7 separate regions of the Mus musculus genome follow, and regions 1, 2, 3, 4, 5 and 6 are each linked to region 7. Evidence: chromatin contacts called from public Hi-C, HiCAR-type, HiChIP or PLAC-seq and promoter capture Hi-C data. All regions are on one chromosome and are shown on one strand. Each heading gives the region's core, a stretch centred on a gene start, on an enhancer-like site or on the middle of the called end of the contact. The rest is flanking DNA. Distances are from core to core; before and after follow the strand shown. Region 1 holds the start of St7 (suppression of tumorigenicity 7). Region 2 holds the start of Cav1 (caveolin 1, caveolae protein). Region 3 holds the start of Met (met proto-oncogene). Region 4 holds the start of Tes (testis derived transcript). Region 5 has its middle 7.1 kb from the start of Capza2. Region 6 holds the start of Cav2 (caveolin 2). Region 7 holds the start of Foxp2 (forkhead box P2).

Region 1 (2,700 bases), core at 22-2,521, 2.8 Mb after region 7:
AAAAGCATGATAAATGAAGCCTGAAAGAATTTGAGAAACCTCTTTTCGTTCAGGTAATAACGTGAAGGTGACAGGCTGAGGGGAAAGGTCTCGCAAAGCCGGCATGTCCACATTCTTGGCCTCTCCCTAACATTCTTTCTTCTGGAGGTTTTTGAGGTAGAGTGTCCTGGAATGAGGGGCTTCAAAGGAGGAGGGGGAAGGGAGAAAAGATCGAGCTTTCCATGTTTTATAGTTTAGTCTGAGGGAGATGCATTCTGATTTCTACAATGCACCTTGAAGTAGGGGAATTTTGGTTTCCGGGAACTGGCTTTGCTTTGGGGGACACACAAGGTATGAAAAAAGGACAGGAGCTCAGAGACACCTTGCTTCTGAGGCCTTTCCAATTCCCTTCCATTCAAGGCAGCCAGCACGCCAGCACAAGGTGTCCCATTTTGAGGTAATGCATTCTGAGCTTAATCATGAGCAATATAAAAATTATAATAAGGTAAGCTGTTCAGTGATGAATTTTAATGTCTTGGTTATAGTTGGGAAAGTCTGCGTTTGCTTCATTTAACATTGAATACATTAAAAGTCAAGAAACAGACTCGGAGCTAGCACCTAAAGCCTTGTGTAAAATATACTATTTTATTTAACCGTGGGAAAATGTTCATAATGTGGTTTTATTTTTATTCATTTTTCATTAGGTTCTGATGAAGTACGCCAAAGTTAAACTAGGGAATTGCTTATATGTTAAAAACAAAAACAAAACGAGTAAAGACTTGTTTGAATGGCGATCACTTGGAAAATAGGAAGAAAAAGAAATACGTATGTTGTCAGTTTCTCTGGAAAACCCTTCACCGTGCTGTTTGGGAAAAACAAAACAAATAGCAGAAGCTAGTACAAAGGGAACCAAAATTTCTCTTCAGGCCTAATGAGCAGGAGTGCATCTCTTCTAGCTCGTCTGGATTTCATTGATACCTTTAAGCCCCAGTCCTGGGAGACACAGCTTTAAGACTCCTGGAAACCTTGTTTACGTCCTGGAAATCTTGATTGCAACCGAATTCTGACTCCACTTTAAGGTAGACCTAGGAACGCTTTGGGCCTCAGTTTCCCTCCGTCTATCACCCCAGGACCTGGCAACTGTTGCAGGCTCCCCCCCCAGACATTACAAAGTGTGTGGAGCACGCCCGGCTCTCGGAAGCGCTCTACACCCGCGAGCTGTTACGTCAGTGGGTCCCTCGGCGGCGCCCGGGCTGTCCTCCTAAAATACTAGTACAAGAAGTATAAATGGCCCGGGAGAGTGCAGGGACCGGGCCCACGTGACCGCTCCACGAAGGCCACCGGCGGGGGCTCGGAGCGCAGGCCGCGCGCTTTCCCGCCGCATCCGGGCGCCGGGCGAGCTCCGGGGACGCCGGGCCCTGGCGGCGGCGGCGGCTCGAGCCGTGCCTCGGGCGGGTGAATCATCCCGGCCGACAGCGAGCGCCGCGGCGGCCCGTAGCAGCGCCGGAAGATGGCCGAGGCGGGCGCGGGCTTCCTGGAGCAGCTCAAGTCCTGCATCGTGTGGTCGTGGACCTATCTGTGGACCGTGTGGTTCTTCCTCGTGCTCTTCCTGGTCTACATCCTGAGGGTGCCCCTGAGGATCAACGACAACCTGAGCACAGGTCAGGCCCGGCCCGGCCCGGCCCGGCTCCGCTCGGCCGCCCCTCCCCCGCCCCGGGAAAGTTAGTGCAAAGTCGCGCGGCGGGGTCGCGGCCGGCGGGGACGCGCGCTCCGGGACGCGCCGCCTCAGGTGGCCGCCGCAGCCCCGCGGCCTTCGCGAGTCCCACCCCCACCCCCGCGCGCGGAGTGTCCCCTTCCGTCCCCGCGGGTCCCCGCCGAGCCCCGGGAGCTCGCGAGTCTCGCCGGCGCTCGAGCGTCCGAACCGCGCCGAGGAGGCATGTCCTGCTCCCGGCTGCGCCGCCAGGGCCCACGCATGGCTCGGGCCGAGGGCGCGCGCGAGTGGAGAGAGAGCCTTGTCCCGGAGGGTGTCGCTGTGGTGTGGACGGGGAGGGCATGTCCGTAGGTCCCTCTAGGAGCGTGGATGACGTGTCAGGTCACCCAACGGAATGTCGAGGGGACACGCGGACCGCGCGCGGGGAATCTGGAATGTCTGACGTCCCCAGCTGAAGTTGTCCTGTTCTCGGCTGAGCCCTCTCTAAAGCGCGCGGGGCTAAACAAGTGTGCATGTATGTGGTGACTGTGGTCCTGATAAACTTGCAGCAGGCCACCCCAGATGTTAAAAACCAAGGAGGGCAAACTTAGGCTAAGGACACCCCAGAGACAATTCAGAAACAAAATGCACGTTGAAGGAAGGCTTACAGCCCTTTGAGTCTGCAAATTTTATTGCACACTACGCTGGGAAGTCTTTACAGTTCTGACTTATTTACAGACATAGATACACATTCACATATATCTGTCTTCTGTTATTTTAATTTGCATTGTCTACAATACCAAGGTTGGAAATGAATTTCCCATGACCATAACTGGAAATGGAGGACCAGTGGGAAGTGGACCCTTTTAGATGCTTGCCACAATGTACTCATTTTGTTTAACATTATAAACCTCCTTTAATGTGAACCTGTTGCTGACTATGTTTGTTTCATAGTATCCTTTGGATGGTCTTTTTGGGAGGCAGACAGAATTCTGCACATAGAATCAGCTCATCCTAATGTAGAGGATGCT
Region 2 (2,700 bases), core at 115-2,614, 2.4 Mb after region 7:
TTAGCTATGGGTGTCACACCCTGATAAAAATAAATAAATTATTCATAAATAATATATTTATAATTTATAATAAAATGTATTATAAATTTATAATTAATCAAATAATTAATTAACAATTGCTTCCCTATCAGCCGGGGACCCAGGTTACTGGTCTTTTCAGGTCTTCTTTCCAGCTAGATGATCAGTTCTTTCAGGGTTCCATTTTATCTGTTTTCAAGCCCTGGGATTCCTCTTCATCCTTCTCATGAGCCCGTGCTCCTGCTTCTTGGAAACAATTTTAAAAATGTACTCTCTGTCCTTTCCAGTGTGCATTGGGAGTGTTTGCATAGGAATGCTTAGGTAAAAATTTCCTTTCATCCTTGAGGTGGTGGGGAGTAAACTGCTTAGTTACTGTCTCTAATTAGTTACTCTTTCCTTTAGTAAAAAGCAACTATAGTTTATCTTATTTTTCCTTACAATAAGACAAAGGAGGCTGGCCAGCTTTTGAAACTGATATTTTAGTTGTTAACTTAAAAAGAAAAACTACTTTGTCAAAAAATAAAACAAACAAACAAACAAACAAAAAACATTCTCTCACAGTCAAGCACATATTCCTGCGCTTGGATCCTCTATGGCAGAGGATGTAGTTCAGTGGTAGAGTGTTTAATCTCCAGGCAGAATACACAAAGCCCTGGGTTCGAACTCGTCGATCTTGAGCCAAGAAAAAAAAAAAAAACAAAAAAAACAAAAACAAAAACAAAAAACTCTCTAGTAACAAGCTTGAACCTCTAAGTAAAATTTTCTGCAGTTGAAAATACTCAAAGTGCTTATGGTTACTGTATAACCTGCTGGTAGGGATTTCATTTTCTTTATTGCAGAGGCGCCCACACAGATTGCTTCGTTGTGTTTATATTTAAAAAAAAAAAAAATGTTCCCTCAGGTTCCCAGCCATCTCGCTTCTATATCTTTCTCTGTGAAACAAGGAGACAGATCAGTTCTACGTGGGCGAATTGGGAGGGGAGGCAGCTTAGGACAGGGCAGAATTCTTTCTGCAGAGCCGGATGCCCATACTGGGCATCTCTGCAGACTCTTGGGCTCCCTCCACCCCTGCTGAGATGATGCACTGGGAAAACACGCGCTCTCCCCTGGATGCCTCTCTGTAGGTTTATAGCTGGGAAAACGTTGCCTCGAGTCTAAAATATCTGCCCAAACTGCCTAGCTCTGATGAAGGCTTTCTCACAGGCTCTCAGCTCCCCGCCGGCACTCCCCGCCCTCTGCTGCCAGAACCTTGGGGATGTGCCTAGACCCGGCGCAGAGCACGTCCTAGCCAACTGAGAGCAGAACAAACCCCTGGCGAACAGCCAAGAGGCTCCCTCCCAGCCACCGCCCCCCGCCAGCGCCTTTCCCCCCTCTATACAATACAAGATCTTCCTTCCTCAGTTCTCTTAAATCACAGCCCAGGGAAACCTCCTCAGAGCCTGCAGCCAGCCACGCGCCAGCATGTCTGGGGGCAAATACGTAGACTCCGAGGTAGGCTTGGGTGAGGGCTCCAAAGTGCCTGCTTTTGCTATCTTCCACTCCAAATGCTCGGACTGCTTTCCTCGCCCCAGCCCGCTCTCCACCTTCGCGGCACTCGAGCTGGCACCTTGGAGGAATGGGCTGGGTGGGGAGGTGAAAAGCTAGGAATGTCTTAGGGCTTCCTTTTGGAGAGGAGACCAATGGAGCCAAAAGGGGAAAGAAGGAGACCCGGTCTGCCAGACTTAGAAAAGTTTTCCAGATGACACGTTCGCGAGACCCCACTGCGGTCCAGCCCGTACCTACTGGGAGGCTTAGGGCTGCTGCTCAGTGTGTGTGTGTGTGTGTGTGTGTGTGTGTGTGTGTGTGTGTGTGTGTGTGTGTGTGTGTTCGGGGGAAGGAGATTCATTTGGACAGTGTCCCCCCACCCCAACCCCCCAGGAGCCTAAAGTGGCTGGCTTGGGCAGCGGCATGCGTGTATTGCACTTAGCGAAGTTCTCGAGAACTTCAATAGTTTTTTCTGCCCCTGAGAGGCCCGGGCGGGGGGAGTTCCGAGGTGGGGGAAGCCTCCTTCCTCCCTCACAAGTACCACCGCCATTGTCAACTCCTTCTTGGCACTCAGGTGGACTAAACGTGGAGACCCCGGTTCCCAAATAGGGCTACGATTCAGCTTGGAGTAGACAGCCTGAGAGTGATCTAAGTAAGGGTGGGTCAGGCAGTTCTTCAGATGGCATGTCCTCTGGGGCATGGGGGTGGGGGTGACAGGTCTTGGCACATGCCTCAGCCTAAAGAAGTATGTTAGATTGTGAGCCACTTATTCACCCCCACGGCCTAAGAAAAACCAGGGAGTAAAGGTGGGTTTTAAAAGGGGGTAGGGGCTGTGGCAGGTGCAAGGAAGAAGCACGGAGGGACAGTGAAGATGGGACCATTACGTCTGTCAGTTTGGTCCAGAGTGATCTTGATAATGTTGAAAGGGACCTTAGGACAGTGTTAAGGGTTAAGAGAGGGACCACGGAGCAGGTGAGGTTGTGGGGTCATAGGTCTGGCGGAGAGAAGGAATACAGAGGAGGAGGAACGGGAACCCCAGCCCCTGGGCTGGGGAGTCAGGGCCGAGAGCCGTGGGGAGCAGGAGGGCGCATGGGACTTCGCCCTGACCCCTGGCGGCGGGCGCGGGAGGCAGGCGCTCTCTGCCTGGTACCGAGGGGT
Region 3 (2,700 bases), core at 65-2,564, 2.6 Mb after region 7:
TACCAGCTGTGTGAGCTTCCTAGGAATTCGTACGGGCTGTTTTATTCATCTGCAAAATGATTCCGTGCAGGCCTCCAAAACTGTAATAGGAACTTTCCTTTTCCATCAAACTGAGGAGTGGTGAGGTAAACTGCTCTTGGGACTGAAATAGCTCTGTCTAGTGTCTGGTAATGTACTGAACACATACATAGCGCAGTTATAAGAAATGTATGAGACCTTCCTTGTCTTTGCTCTGTGTGTAAGACGTGTCCCCTGCACCTGTATAGTGGCTGTGGCTTGAATGACTCTCAAAGTTACTTCTATACATACCTCTATGTCCATTATCGAATCAGCTCTTCTGACAATTGGAAAGAACTCCTATTCTAAAAGGCAATGGATTCCTTAGATCCTTTCACCTTATTGTATCCTTGTAGGGAAATGCAAAATTTTAGAAACGATTCTAATAAACGAATCTTCCTAAGTAAATCCTTTTCAATTTCTTTTAATATTCGAGATTTGAACTTATGTGTTGGATTTGTTAGTTGCTATTTGTCTATGTAACCGCCTTGTGTCCATTTGTCTATTTAATTACCCTGTGTCCAGCTATGAGGAAAAAAAAGTGAAAATTAACCAGAAGCCTCCCCTGGGTTAAACTCCTGGGGTTCTTCCAGAAATCTGAGAAATTATACTAGGGGGATAATGATTGCAAAATGAAATCATTGGGACAATCCGTCCATGCACTCCCAACATTGTCTGTGACAATGAGCGCCTTGTTTCCGTGGCGCCTAGATCTCTGTCCACGCGGGTGAGTGCGGGGCCGCCACCTCGGGCGTGAGAGAGGCTGCAGCTCCGGGGTGCGCCAGGGGGTGCGTGCGCTTTGCGCGGGTGACTTTGGAGCACCAGGAGGGGGAGACTCGGGGCCACTGATCTCCCTCTGCGCTGGCTTCAGACTCCAGAACTGGAGGAGGAAGAGAAAGCGCATAGCTGGGGAGAGGGAAACTTCTCCACCTAGAAAGTTTCACCTTGCCGAGGGCGGGGGGTGGGGCGGGGCTTGAGGAAGTGCGACCCCCCGGGCTAAGCGTACTGGCTGCGGGAAGGGCGGGGACGCCAACCCCCCCCCCCCCAACCCTCCAAGGGTGGTGCCAGTCCCCATCTCGGGCCCCAGGAGGGACCGTTGGGGACAAACCTAGAGCGACAGGGACGAACAGACACGTGCTGGGGCGGGTACCCGGGTCTCTTCGCCTCCAGCCCGGACGCGCCCGGGCGCCGCTGTTGCCCGGCTGAGTCACGGGCCGGGCAGGGCGCGTGTGGGAAGGGGCGGAGCAGTCCGAGGGCGCTCGGCGGGGTTCGGCCCGGGCCGCAGGTGACCCGGACGGCCTCGCCGCCCGCAGCGTCCGAGCCCGGGTGACCCTGTGCGGAGCCAGATGCTGGGCGACCGCTGACTCGCTGGAGAAGGGCGGAGCGCGCGGGTGGTCCCCAGCCGGCTGACTTCGGCGCCGCGCGCTCCGGGCACCCCAAGGTACAAACTCCAGCCGCGTCGATCAGGCACCCAGCCTCTCCCAGCCCCTCTGCTTTCTTTGTTCCACTAAGGGAACTGGCTACTGCTCTGGAGGACAAGACCACCGAGGTGGGTGCGAGCCCGGGGGCTTAGGAAACTGAAGGTATGGGGTCGGGGAGGTGCAAACTAGAATTGAGCTTGTCGCTTTAGAAGGAGTGTTGTTGACGGCCACCTGTGTGACTCAGGGGCGCCAAGAGCATTAGGTGCTCCAGGGCTGCTGTAGCTCTGCAAGTTTCACCTCTGGGATCTGACTCAGCCCTTACAGAAGGGATCGGTCACCCTGTCCAGGGTGATACAGCCGGCAAGGTTTGAGCCCAGCTATTTCCTTGTTCCTAGTCTTGCTTTATCTGCCTTGAGGGAGCGCGCGAGGAGGGGGTGGGGGTGTCTTTCTCAAGGGCAGGTGTTTCTGGGATGGTCTGAATTTTTTATTCCTGGCAAACACACGGAGGGTGTGATCCATCATTTTCTATCCCACTTTATCTTTTTTTTTTCCTGGGACTCAGTGGAGGTGAAATACATTATAACCAGAGGTCAGGTAGTCTGGCTAGTAGCGGTGTAATTATTAAAAGACCAAAGAAAGTACAATGCAGAATTTATTCCAAACTGTGGTTTCCCATTTCCTACCTTTTTATGTTTAGAAGAGCCATTTGCTAATTTGGCAGTTGGCAGGGGTTCTAGGGGCTCACGCATGAATGCTCGTCCAGTGGCTTTTCCCTTATCACAGGCTTCTGTTCAAAGCAGCTCTGGGGCAGAATGAAAAATTGTCAACTTTCTTAAGCAAAATAATCAGGAGGCTCTAATGGCCAAGTTAAAACGGTCCATGACTATGAGGAGATTGTAAACGCTGTAACTGGATAGAATATAGACAGAATTTTAGGAAGACTGTCAGCATTTTGTAGCATTGGGTGGAGGTTTATTCTGTCGCTTCCAGCAGCCAGCCACACACACACACATTGCCATGCAAATGGATTCAGCAGAACGTTATTTTCCTTTATAGCTCAACTATTATAGCTGACTAATGAATTTCCTCTGCATGGAGATGATCTGAAAACGATGTACACGGTGTTTCCCTTTGCTACTGGGACATAAATTGTGCTTTTATGCCCCAGTGTTAGTGTTGCCCGGATTATTTACAGGTATATAGCTTTCCTCTCCAGCTGGAA
Region 4 (2,700 bases), core at 139-2,638, 2.2 Mb after region 7:
TGGATACTGAAAACATACACATGTTAAACCAATGCTCTGTTAAGCAGTATTAACAAGTTATCAAGTACAACAGTATATAAAGTGTTGGCTAAAGTGTATTTTGAAGTGCTTTAGTTACCAAATGTCCAGACGTAAAATGAAACATCTCGACCCAAGTATCTGCATTATATGGAGATTTTATTTTTAATATCACGTGCATATAGAGGAAAACATATATACATATGCATATGTAGACGCTGGACTAGGAGATCACCAGATACCTAGCCATCAACAATTTCTATGTAGTAGGAACTGAATAAAATTACTTCGGGCTAGAGAGATGGTTCTGTTGTTAAAAGCTCCTGCTGCTCTTGCAGAGGACTTGATTTCAGTTCCCATCCCCCAAGGCAGGGGCCTCACGGCGGCCTGGAACTCCAACCTCAGAAGATTCTACTTATTCTGGGCTCTAAGTGAACCTGCTCTCAAAAGTAGGCATGCTCACACATAGATGCATAATTAACTCACACCCCCTGTCCCCCCAATTTACTGGGACTCAAGCTCTGTTCCCAATATGTTGTATCTGAGAGGTGCCTGTACTTCGGGGCCTACAGATCCTTGCAAGATGTATGAAGTAAATTAATCCCTAGGGTCCTCCACGCCCCAACAATCCAAGATGAGGTTCTTTCCGCAATAGCTATTGAAAGAAAAGATAGAATGGGTTCTTGGTGGCCCAGGCTTCTGTGAGACCGCAGTTTGAAACTAGACTTCACGAGAAGCAAGAGCAGCTCGCCTTTTTCCCACTTAGTAGGTCCAAAAAGGGAACCCTGTTTCCCAAACAAGGACACCACTTACTTCTGCAGTAGTTGCTGTGAGCCTCCCGTTGCTTTTTAGTGTTGAGTGCTCACAAAACAATATAGTGGTAGTCTTGATGGGCATCAACGATGTGAGAGAAGCTTCCTTGGAAGTGCACAGGACTCTAGAGAAAGCATTGGAGAAATGGACATCTCCACCATTCAATAGTGAAACCAGGGCCCGTGCTCATCTCTGGGATGCCCAAGGAGCTCCATGACTTCTTTTTGTCTCTGAAATCAGCCAAGAAGTTGGTACTGGGAGGGTCACTCACTCCTCTTGGCCTGCTTGAAAAGTCCTCGGACACACAAGTACAACTACCGAAATGTAAAGGTATGGGTCTGCTCTTCAGCTGGAGGAAAGGATGGCCCCACAGAAGTCCAGTGGGTGCAAGGCTTTGAAGAAACTAAGTCGGTGCGCCCAGGGAACTCCGCAGGGCCCCGCCCCTCGCGGCCCCGCCCCTCACCTTGCTAGCGGCACGCTCTGGCTGCGAAGGTGCGTGCGGCGCGCGCTGATTGGCCGCTACCCGGCACTGCCCCGCTGCCATTGGCTGCCAGGGCCTCTTTGTTCCAGGTCCCAGCCGCTGCCGAACCGGGCTGCGGAAGTTCGAGTGCCCATGCTGAGTAGCAGCGGCAGCGGCGCCGGAGTTCCCGCAGCGGAGATCGCGGACGCGGGACTGAGCCCCTCCGACGCCCAGTATGGACCTGGAAACCAAAATGAAGAAGGTGAGTGGGGCGGGCGACGGGCGTGGTCGCCTCACCTGAGCGCGGGAGCTGGTCCGGGTTCCGGGACCAGACCCGGTGGGTGCGGCTGGAGGATGACTCCCCGGACCCCGATCCCTTGGGTGACTGTCGCTGCGGAGCGGGACCCTGCAACTCGCTGTCTCTGCGCCTGAAACTTTTCGGAAAACCTTTCGGCCACGCCTTCCCCCAAGCCCTGGGCGAAGTCTTAGGCGAGGTGGTGGCTGACACCGCTTCCTGCCTGGGGAAGCAGCGCTCTGGGGAGCCTGTGTGATTCAGTGATGTGGCTTTGACATCCTCCTCCCCTGCAGTCTGGCTGCCCCAGGCGCTCTAAAGTGGCTGCTGACTGGTGACACTTCCTTCACACCCGCGCCTGCTGATAACTTCTGAAGTGATGACTTTTGGGGGATGTGTATGTGTTTCACTTATGGCTTGAGTGCCAAAACACTGTCTCCTTCTTGCGGAGTTAATTCTCAAAAGAAAATGCCGTTTGGCAGCCAGGCACAAACAGCGGTCATTGCAGGTGCTCAGCGGCCCCGCCTGCGGAGCACCCTCCTGGCTGCTCCTGGTGTCCAGGCTATAAAGGCCCTACCTGAGGAGCTCCGAGATTAGGTCTCTCAGGTCGCCTGGGAGAAAGAGGTGGGGACCAGACTATGACTCAAAAGAATGCTGACGTCACATTCTATTGTAACTTTCGACCTTAAAGGTCTTGTTCTCGGGAATTGCGCCTGTTTTCTTTCAAGTGAATTTAAGTTAGTTGGTCATTTTTCAAATAAGGAAGGAAGTTGTGCACAGTAAGAAAGCCAAGTTGAGGAAACTTTCTTCTGCGGCTTTGCAGTTGCAGGTTCATCTTCTAAAAGGGAATTTCTATTTTGTGCCAGAATTGAAGGTTTCAAATCGTATGCAAATATATGGTATGAGGTTTAGGAAGCTGTTGATAAATAAAAATTTGAACCTAGGAAACAGTTCCTTGGTCTCTTCTGATTAAAATCAACACTCAGAAGGGAAGGGAAGAACAGGAAATAGAAGATTCTTTCTAGTCTCTTCCTGTTTGATATTTATTCTTTTAACGTGTGTTTTGGTTACCTGTGCTTGCCACTTAGAAAGCAGCGGATGTGCTGTGTAGTCTTCT
Region 5 (2,700 bases), core at 130-2,629, 2.7 Mb after region 7:
GCCTTGCAGGACCACTGTTCTACAACTATTCACCTTTTCCTTTACACAGGAAGCCACGAGGGGGAATCGCAAAGCAAATTTAATGTTACTTAGTTATAAGTCAGAACCTGACTATTTCTTTCCTCTACATCTCTTTACATCTTCATGCCCCTGGCCCTGTCAATCAATTGGCTGCTTCAATTATTTGTTAGGCCTCAACTCTACTACTCAACTAGTAAAACTAGTCTCCAGAAGGGCTTTATTTCCCTAGAATCCCAAAGCTGTGTCTTCCCCCTCATTCCTTATTTACTTCTGAAGTTGAACTCAGGACGTTATGCATGCCAAGCACACGCCTTCCACTGAGCTACATCCATCTCCAGAGAAAACTCTTAAAAAACGAAGCCAAAATATGACTGAGGCTATAAATAATCTCTCTCAGATGCTCAAGCAAACTCTCATTTTAGTTATTATGTTCTGAACATCTTACCATCTTCATTCTGCCTCTTGGATATAAGTCTCAACACCCCTCTACCTACTTGGGGATGGCTTTGCAGGTCCCTAGGATTTGCATGAACTAGGGTTAAAGATACCTGGATGCTCAAAATTCTGTTTAAACTGGTGCAAGGCCTTTCTGGAACCCCAAGTCTCGCCTGTAATTTTGCTTGCTCAGCCTGGGAACTCCAGTTTCCCTTTTGTGTGGGCTCCAGAGCGGGGGAGGGAAACACAACACTTCCCTCTTTCTGCTCACTTCCCTCCCTTGCTACTCTTCTCCAACCCAGCGGGAGAAAGCCACAGAAGGCCTTTCCCATCTCCCAGTAGGCTCCTGATAATGATGAAGACAGTTCTGAAGTTGCAATAAAAAATATGCATGTAGTTTCTAAAGACACAGAATCCCTGTTTCCCCAAAACTCCCTGGTTAGCTGACACTAGGACTTTACATGGGAAAATAAGCTCAGGAAAATGGGGGTCATTTTTATGAAATGCAGCCTGCCTCTGAGACTTGAACATCAGTCTTTTGTTCCCCTCTCAGATCTGCTGGAGCTTGCTGCTTGCTTAGCATACAAATCTGAGCTACAGTGAATTCTCCTGAGCTATTCTAGGTTAACCACTGTTTTGCTTTCCAGAACAGCTCCCATTATACACACAACTGCAAAATAATTCAATTCTGTGGGGCCGTTGCCTTGATTAAAGACATTTATTGTGGCCAATCCCACGCACTTCATAACTTTCAGATTTCTTTTTCACTACGATTAACACAAATACATTTAGCATTTATTTTGTGTACATAAGATATTGGGATACCTTGATACACGCCTTAAATTACATGACTAAGCAAGTGTTCCCCTCCCCCCAAGCTCCCTGCCCCTCCCCCCTTTCTTTCACTCTCATTATCATCTGTATGAGAGAAGTGAAAGTAAAACCTAAGAGTTTTCTCCAGTGCCAAGGAAGGGATGGGCAGAGACCGGAGAAACTTGATTAAAGCATGCCTCGCAATGGCTGGTTTAATCAGGAGAATCACCATCTATGAACTATAGTCATAGAATCACACAAGGAAACAAAGAATTGTTAGAACTAGAGTTTGAAAACTAGACCTCAAACTGAACCAATAAGAATGCAAGCCAGATGAAAAGTGGACCAATGGTATTAAAAAACATACTCCCAAAGAAAATATGCAAATGACAGGCAAGTGAAAGCTAACGCTGTTGTGATGTGCACAAAACATTCACCAGCTTGGAACCATCAACAACTCTATCATGGAATTGGGAGAGGCTCTTAAGGTTCCACCCACCCTGTGGAGTTACTGGCTATTAATGGTTACTGGGACAATGAGAGTCCACCCTGCTTCTGTCCTCCCAATTGTAGATCAGTTGTTAAGTTGTTCATATTCTAGGTATGGGTGGGAGAGGTGGCTCAGCCTTTCAAGGCTAAGGCTCACAACCAAACAGACAAGTTAATCATGACCCCGTGAACAACCCCTCACTGATACTTATGCAGGTAACCATTGTTAAATTCAGTGGTCACAAAACAACAACAACAACAACAAAAAAAACAAAATGGAAATAGGAGTTCACTTGTTGAGAAGAAGAGGTTTGGTGGGAGTGGGGGGGGGAATAAGAAAGGTTAATTAGGTGGTGACAGTTCACATATATACATAGATGGAGATGTCAAAGAATACCACATTTCTTAAAAGGCAGGAATATTTTTAAAGGACGGATAGGGTAAGACAATGGGAGAGAGATAAATAGGAATAAAGTGACATACATGTATGAAATACCATAGGAAAACCCATTACCTTGCATGCTGACTTAATAAATCAACCATTTCCTAAAATAAGTCAGCTCACTTAAAAGTCATTGGAACAAAATATCATGGAAATCATCACATGAACATATCTTTATATTTTGTCTGTCTGATTAAGAATAAGGTTTATACAGGAGTGAGAATCAGCCCAAAGTAAGAAGATATGAAAATACCATAAGGAAACCTATTACTTTGTAAGCTCAAAATAAAAAAGAATTACATAAGTAAAATTAATAAACATGGATATTATATATTTGCACTGTGACCCGCCTTAAGTTTACATTTCAGTCATTAGCTATGTAATGTATCAGACTAAGAAATACATTTAAACAGTTGAATTTGCAAGTTTAAATCTTCTTTTGCCCAGTATTACAGTAGTGTAAATTCTCTCTCTGAGTTGTACTCTTCTAAAACAAGATA
Region 6 (2,700 bases), core at 171-2,670, 2.4 Mb after region 7:
CCTTACAACTTTGAGGAAATGTAAGCTTTACAAAAAGATTAAATGGATCTAAACTGTCTCTTCCAAACCCTGGAAATCAACATGAAGGCCTCCCCTTCAAACTCCTGCCATCGGGCGTAGCATCTAGACCCTATCTGATTCTCAGAAAGTCCGAATGAATGCAGGATGGTGAAGTGCTGAGAAAACAGTGAGTGTAAGGCCTATACCACCCCTTCGAATTAAAAAGGATTTAAATAAAACCAGGAAGGAAAAGTATAATCAGGGGGAGGGGGAAGCTTGAGTAACGGGACTCGGTGAGGGGGCGAGAGAAGAAGCCTCCAGGACGTGGGATTCAACCCTGCGCCATTCTGCATTACTGACATGATGACCCACACACTGCAGTGGAAGAAGATACACTCCCTATTCAACTATGACATTTAGAGTTTTGCCTTCCAAATATGTTCTCCGATCAGTTCCCAGGTTGTTTAGTTGGTTGTTTTGTAACTTGTATTACTCCCCAAATAGCCTTTCCTTTTCCAAAGAAACCTTCAAATCCATTTCCTACAAGGGATTTGATTTGTGCAGCAGGCTCTAAAGCCGGCTGTCCAGAGCAATGCCCATTCTTTGGTACTATAGTTTGGGGTCTGGGCAAACTGAAAGCATCATTCCATATCTATACTCACCAAGTTCCTATTTCGCGCAGGCAAAGTTTTAGGTTACCAGATGGCAAACTCTTTATGCCAACTCCTCCCTACTGAAGCTCTTGAGAGAATGGTCAGCGGGCTTATCCATGTACCATGATGTAGTTATATGCTTGTTTATGCTGCTCCTACGATGGCATTACAGACCTGTCTGCACGGCATTAGTTCCTGCAGTCTTTGAACAAAATCCTGATTTAAGGGAAAATCCAAAGTTAGTTGTAGTTTGGAGGCAGAAGAGCAGACCTATCCTTGGGGTATGATGGCAACAAACTCCTATAACAACTTACATAACCAACTCTGGGGAAACAAAAACAAAACGAAAGGGCTGCTGCAGTCCATTATCTATCAACAAGGTACGCCTTAGCCTCACGATTCAGCTACAATGCTTGCTGTGAGTTGGGGACCAAGTAAAAGTTAGGAATTAACATCTCATTCTCTCAGGATAGCTCTGAGGAGCAGGTGCCACAACTCTAATCCAACCAGTAGATGCATGTAGACTTCCCTAATGCTTGCCCCCTAGCACCTCCAGACCTTCTTCCAGTACACACACCTCCCTGACCAATCTGTCTGCCTTTAAGCATCCCTGTTCGGACTGCAAGCCAAGTGGCCCGGGAGGTCTGCTTTGCCCGGCTTCACCAAGCCAGGAGATGACTCATCGAGCCGGTTCCCCGGGCTCCTTGGGGCTTTGGCAAACAACTGGAGAGGTGCCCTCCCTCCCCGCAGGCCCGGCGGGGCGGGGCGGGGTTCGGCCAGCCAAGGCTGGGAGCGGGAACCGGCAGCGGGAAGCGGCCGCCGCCCGGGCAGCCCGAGGCTAGGCAGGGCGAAGCCAGGCGGGGCGGGGCTGAGCGCCACGGGAAGGGGAGGCAGGGCTGCCTAGGGACCGAACGACCGAGCCACTCTTGCAACGCCAGCCACGATGGGGCTGGAGACCGAGAAGGCCGATGTGCAGCTCTTCATGGCCGATGACGCCTACAGCCACCACAGTGGCGTTGACTACGCAGATCCTGAGAAGTATGTTGACTCGAGTCACGACCGGGATCCTCACCAGCTCAACTCTCATCTCAAGGTGAGTTTCAGGCTGGGCTATCACTCATCTAGGCTGGAGGCTGCTAAGGGTCCCTTGTATGCTGCAGGAGGATGACTCTTGACCTTCTCCCCAACAGTGGGGGTTGGTCCCATTGCTAATGCTGGTTCCATTGGCACTCTGCCCTGGTCCCACAGCCTTCAGGCTCCCTGAACAGCCACACAGTGTCCAACTCCTGTGTGCCCAGTGTCACTCTAAGAAAAGCTGAAGATACTCTAGCCAGGTCGCCTTTCCTTCGGACTTCCCCTTCTTAGAGTGCTTCTGCCACCACACCCCCCACCCCCACCAACTTCGTTCCCTCCCCACCCCGACCCTATCCCCGACAGGTTGGATGACGTCATGAGTCCTTGCATCTTGTCTCTGCAGCTAGGCTTCGAGGATCTGATTGCAGAGCCTGAGACTACACACTCCTTTGACAAAGTGTGGATCTGCAGCCATGCTCTCTTTGAAATCAGCAAATATGTGATGTACAAGTTCCTGACCGTATTTCTGGCCATCCCCTTGGCCTTCATTGCGGGTATCCTGTTTGCTACCCTCAGCTGTCTGCACATCTGGTGAGAGGGGACACATGGGTTGATTCTGAAGCTTACAGAAGTTTTTGCCACCTGCTCTCTGCTCTTCCTATTTCCCAGGGCCCATTTGCAGAGAAAACGCTTACATTAGTTCCCAAGGGTAACAAGACCTGAGAAATCTTGAAGGGCAGTGTGCTTTCTTTAGAATAATAGTCCCGGCTGAGAGTTTAAACAGAAGGAAGCAAGGGCCTCTTTCCTGGGTGTGATTTTTCCTTCCATGCAGAAGGCTGAGCTGAGTGTGGAGGTGGGGGCTGGAAGGCCACTTCCTGTCATAGGCTGCTCTCTCCAGGGCCTGTTGTGACTCGTGCCTGTGGTTCTGGGCAGGTCCTTTCCTCCTTTCATTGACTTTTATTCAGTCACCATC
Region 7 (2,700 bases), core at 37-2,536:
GCCCGGGAGGGGCTGGCGGGAGAACCGCAGGAAGGAACTTCCTTCCCAAGCTAGGGTGGAGAGGGGCATCTTAGAAACACCCTCCCAGATTCAAGTCACAAGACCCTTCAGGGCCCGCCTTGATCTCCTCCGGCCCTTTCTCTGTCATCTCTTTCTTGGTCCTGCTCAGACCAGCCAGCTAGGTCGCACCACGCACAGTGGAGGAGGGACCTGGTGGCAGAAACCGAGCCGGAGCATCCCCCAACACCGGGGACACAGCTTTGAAGTGCACTGCGAGCGGGTTCTGGCAATTTCTACTTTTCTTTCATTCCTGTTATTTTTTTCTCCCTAGTCATTGATCCAGTCAGTCCCCAAAGCCTCATACTTTAAAAACAAAATTACACCTTGGTGGTGCCATCTCTTTTTCCAAGTCCCGCTTCGGTGACCTGGGCTGCGCGACTACATGGAAGCCCTAGCAGTACTGGCCCCAAGTGAGACAGGAGCCACGACAACCAAGAGTGAGAAAGGTTCTGCCTCTCCATCCAGGCCGCAGAGGCGCACACACAGGAGAGAAAGGCCAATCAGCGTGGCTGTGTTGGCGCGGGCTCCCTCTGTGACACTCTGTGCTTTAACTACCTGCCACCAAAGGCTTCGGATCCCTTCTAGGTTTTCTGCACTTCACGTGGAATCCCCTGTTTCATTTGCCAGCAGCTCCGTCTGCTGAGAGGACGTACTTTGGGGACTGCCAAGAAGCAGCAGACACAACTCGGCTGTGCCAATACAGCATACGGTTTTGTTCTCGCCTCCCTCCCCACCCCCATCCCCGACTCGCCGTCTGGGGCGGCAGGAGGAGGCGGAGCTGGAGGTGGGGAGAAGGGTGGGGGTGGGGGAAACGGGGCAGAACAAACAAGTTCTCTAGCAAGTTGTTTACATAGCAGGTGGACCTGACGTCATCCAGGAGGCTCCACCGCAAAGCCCAGCAACATTCTGGCCCGCGATTTCTCCCATCTCTGGAAAAAGTTGGGGGGGGGGCATGAAGAGATTGATGGAGTTCAAACCACTTTAAAAAAATCATCATCATAATCATCATCAACAACAACAACAACCCCAACTTAGCAAAGTAAGACAAAACAAGTGCCCCAACAGTACTTAAGAGTGTTCTAGGAGGTCCCTTCCCCCTGCCCGCCCCTCATAGGAGAAGCTGCTCTGCTCTCAGTGTGTGCATAGTTTGCATCGCCAACAACTCGCGCGCGCGCCCGGGTGCGCGCGCCCGCCGGTGCACGCACACATACACTCACATACGCACACACACACACACACATACAAGCGCGCGCGCACACACATACACACAGACACACACACACACCAACACACACATACATACAGAGATCCGGGTTGTGGGGGGAGCTGCCAGCGCGAGACAGCGCGAGCCTCCGAGAAAGCGCGAGACACGCCGGCGCGTGCAGCTCCCCGGCCGCAGCTTCGTCCCGGCCGGAGCCCGGCGCCACCAGCAGTTCATCCGTCAGTGCCCGCCCAGGGCATTTATGCCGCGGCCGCGACTTCCCGCCGCAGCTTCCTCGGGTCCCCCCTCCCCTGGTGTCCCCGAACTCGCGGCCGCGGCTGCCGGGACTCGAGCGTGGGTGTGTTGTTCCGGGGCTTCTGCCTGGGTGCACAGCGGGTGCCACCTCCTGGGACGCTGCCCTCGGGGTCCCCGATCGCGGTAAGTTTCTTCGCCCTCACTCAGACGCTCTGCACTCCGCACCCCACCCTGTCCCAAGCACAGCCACGCGCGGCCAGACTGCGACTTTGCTCCACGCTGATCCGGTCGCGCAGCAAAGTTTCGCCCCAGAGCCTGCTGCTCCGCGCTGCGGGGCCAGGGTGACATGTGTCAGATTTCCACATAGGGCAGGGGTCGCATTTGCGTCGAGACCCAACATCGCCACTTGTTGTTTCTTTGCATTTTGCTGTGTGATGGGGAAAGGGGTGTGCAGGAAAATGAGATTTCTCTGTGGGCTCCGGGATGAATTATTTATTTATTTATTCATTTATTTATTTATTTTCGTTTTGAATATGCAGATTGTTGTATCGTCCAGAGATGCTGGAGGAAGAAATGTGTCGAAACACCAGATGCGTTTGTTTACTCTTATAAAAAAATGTTTGTTGTCTTTCCCTCTTCCCTCCCACTCCCTCTAGGGAAGAGAGACAGCAGTAGAAACATGTGGTGGTTAGAAGCGCACACTTTATTGATGAGACTGCTGACCTTTATTTACTAAAGCGGGCAAGTGCGCGTTTCTTGGGTCTTCAGCACTTCTGCTTTCATCTCAGAAGTACTTATCCAGGAACCAGAGAGGCATCAAGGGGACACTTCTTTTCTCTCTAGTTAAGAAACTCCTGGCCCCTAGTGACTCCTGAGATAACCATGCATTTCTCGGGCCACTCCTGATCACTCTCTTCCACTTGTCTGCTAGCCAGCAAGGCCTGCGGCTTCCCAATGGATCCGTCCTGGTTTTACTTTCCTTCCACTTTGGGAAGTGCTCCTTGTTCTGTGTGTGGGTGTCACAGCTTGCAGCCCCTGGGAGAGGGCATGTGGGAGGGGCACAGACACCTTGGTGAGAAAGGGTTTCTCCCTAGCCTTTTTTTTTCTTTCTCCTTCCTTCCTTCTCTCCTTCCTTCCTTCCTTCCTTCCTTCCTTCCTTCCTTTTTTCTTCCTTCCTTCTCTCC

What was found. Promoter capture Hi-C pulls out the DNA fragments that hold promoters and counts their contacts. Hi-C and Micro-C count contacts between places; a contact is called where the count stands out from the background. HiCAR-type assays count read pairs that join an accessible place to other places. HiChIP or PLAC-seq counts read pairs in DNA pulled down with a chosen protein or histone mark.
Region 1: a contact with region 7 is called in a HiCAR-type map of astrocytes, with 6 times the contacts expected there. The contact joins the promoter of St7 here to the promoter of Foxp2 in region 7. A contact is called at or near these places in 1 of 39 promoter capture datasets (hippocampal neurons) and 1 of 115 datasets of contacts at active chromatin or transcription factors (astrocytes).
Region 2: an H3K4me3 HiChIP or PLAC-seq map of embryonic forebrain shows a contact between it and region 7, with 8 times the contacts expected there. The contact joins the promoter of Cav1 here to the promoter of Foxp2 in region 7. A contact is called at or near these places in 4 of 39 promoter capture datasets (embryonic stem cells, hippocampal neurons, liver and 1 more), 1 of 484 Hi-C or Micro-C datasets (embryonic stem cells), 2 of 115 datasets of contacts at active chromatin or transcription factors (astrocytes and embryonic forebrain) and 1 of 9 other capture datasets (embryonic stem cells).
Region 3: a HiCAR-type map of astrocytes shows a contact between it and region 7, with 5 times the contacts expected there. The contact joins the promoter of Met here to the promoter of Foxp2 in region 7. A contact is called at or near these places in 5 of 39 promoter capture datasets (cranial neural crest, hippocampal neurons, liver and 2 more), 2 of 115 datasets of contacts at active chromatin or transcription factors (astrocytes and embryonic forebrain) and 1 of 9 other capture datasets (liver).
Region 4: a Hi-C map of LSK cells shows a contact between it and region 7, with 5 times the contacts expected there. The contact joins the promoter of Tes here to the promoter of Foxp2 in region 7. A contact is called at or near these places in 6 of 39 promoter capture datasets (3T3-L1-derived adipocytes, cranial neural crest, liver and 2 more), 1 of 484 Hi-C or Micro-C datasets (LSK cells) and 4 of 115 datasets of contacts at active chromatin or transcription factors (astrocytes, embryonic forebrain, embryonic hindbrain and 1 more).
Region 5: a contact with region 7 is called in a HiCAR-type map of astrocytes, with 7 times the contacts expected there. The contact joins the enhancer-like site here to the promoter of Foxp2 in region 7. A contact is called at or near these places in 3 of 39 promoter capture datasets (cranial neural crest, hippocampal neurons and liver) and 2 of 115 datasets of contacts at active chromatin or transcription factors (astrocytes and embryonic forebrain).
Region 6: a promoter capture Hi-C map of embryonic stem cells shows a contact between it and region 7, with 8 times the contacts expected there. The contact joins the promoter of Cav2 here to the promoter of Foxp2 in region 7. A contact is called at or near these places in 6 of 39 promoter capture datasets (cranial neural crest, embryonic stem cells, hippocampal neurons and 3 more) and 1 of 115 datasets of contacts at active chromatin or transcription factors (astrocytes).

The regions. Positions count from the first base shown.
Region 1 is chr6:17,692,723-17,695,422 of GRCm38.p6, forward strand. It overlaps St7 (suppression of tumorigenicity 7), which reads left to right and starts at 1,272. Exons shown (of 16, transcript NM_001289624.1): 1 at 1,272-1,640. The coding sequence starts at 1,490.
Region 2 is chr6:17,304,971-17,307,670 of GRCm38.p6, forward strand. It overlaps Cav1 (caveolin 1, caveolae protein), which reads left to right and starts at 1,365. Exons shown (of 3, transcript NM_007616.4): 1 at 1,365-1,509. The coding sequence starts at 1,480.
Region 3 is chr6:17,462,643-17,465,342 of GRCm38.p6, forward strand. It overlaps Met (met proto-oncogene), which reads left to right and starts at 1,315. Exons shown (of 22, transcript NM_008591.2): 1 at 1,315-1,606.
Region 4 is chr6:17,063,761-17,066,460 of GRCm38.p6, forward strand. Tes (testis derived transcript) reads left to right here and starts at 1,389. Exons shown (of 7, transcript NM_207176.3): 1 at 1,389-1,553. The coding sequence starts at 1,527. Gm15473 (predicted gene 15473) reads right to left here and starts at 1,827. Exons shown (of 2, transcript NR_167659.1): 1 at 832-1,827.
Region 5 is chr6:17,628,567-17,631,266 of GRCm38.p6, forward strand. No RefSeq gene overlaps it. Among named protein-coding and RNA genes, the nearest start is that of Capza2, 7.1 kb to the right of the region's middle. Within about 2 kb of position 1,380, at least 92 of the 459 cell types and tissues checked have an H3K27ac peak or open chromatin away from gene starts, as enhancers often do. A contact at or near this core is called in astrocytes and liver, where this site is marked.
Region 6 is chr6:17,279,765-17,282,464 of GRCm38.p6, forward strand. It overlaps Cav2 (caveolin 2), which reads left to right and starts at 1,421. Exons shown (of 3, transcript NM_016900.4): 1 at 1,421-1,746; 2 at 2,131-2,318. The coding sequence starts at 1,597.
Region 7 is chr6:14,900,063-14,902,762 of GRCm38.p6, forward strand. Foxp2 (forkhead box P2) reads left to right here and starts at 1,287. Exons shown (of 19, transcript NM_053242.4): 1 at 1,287-1,699.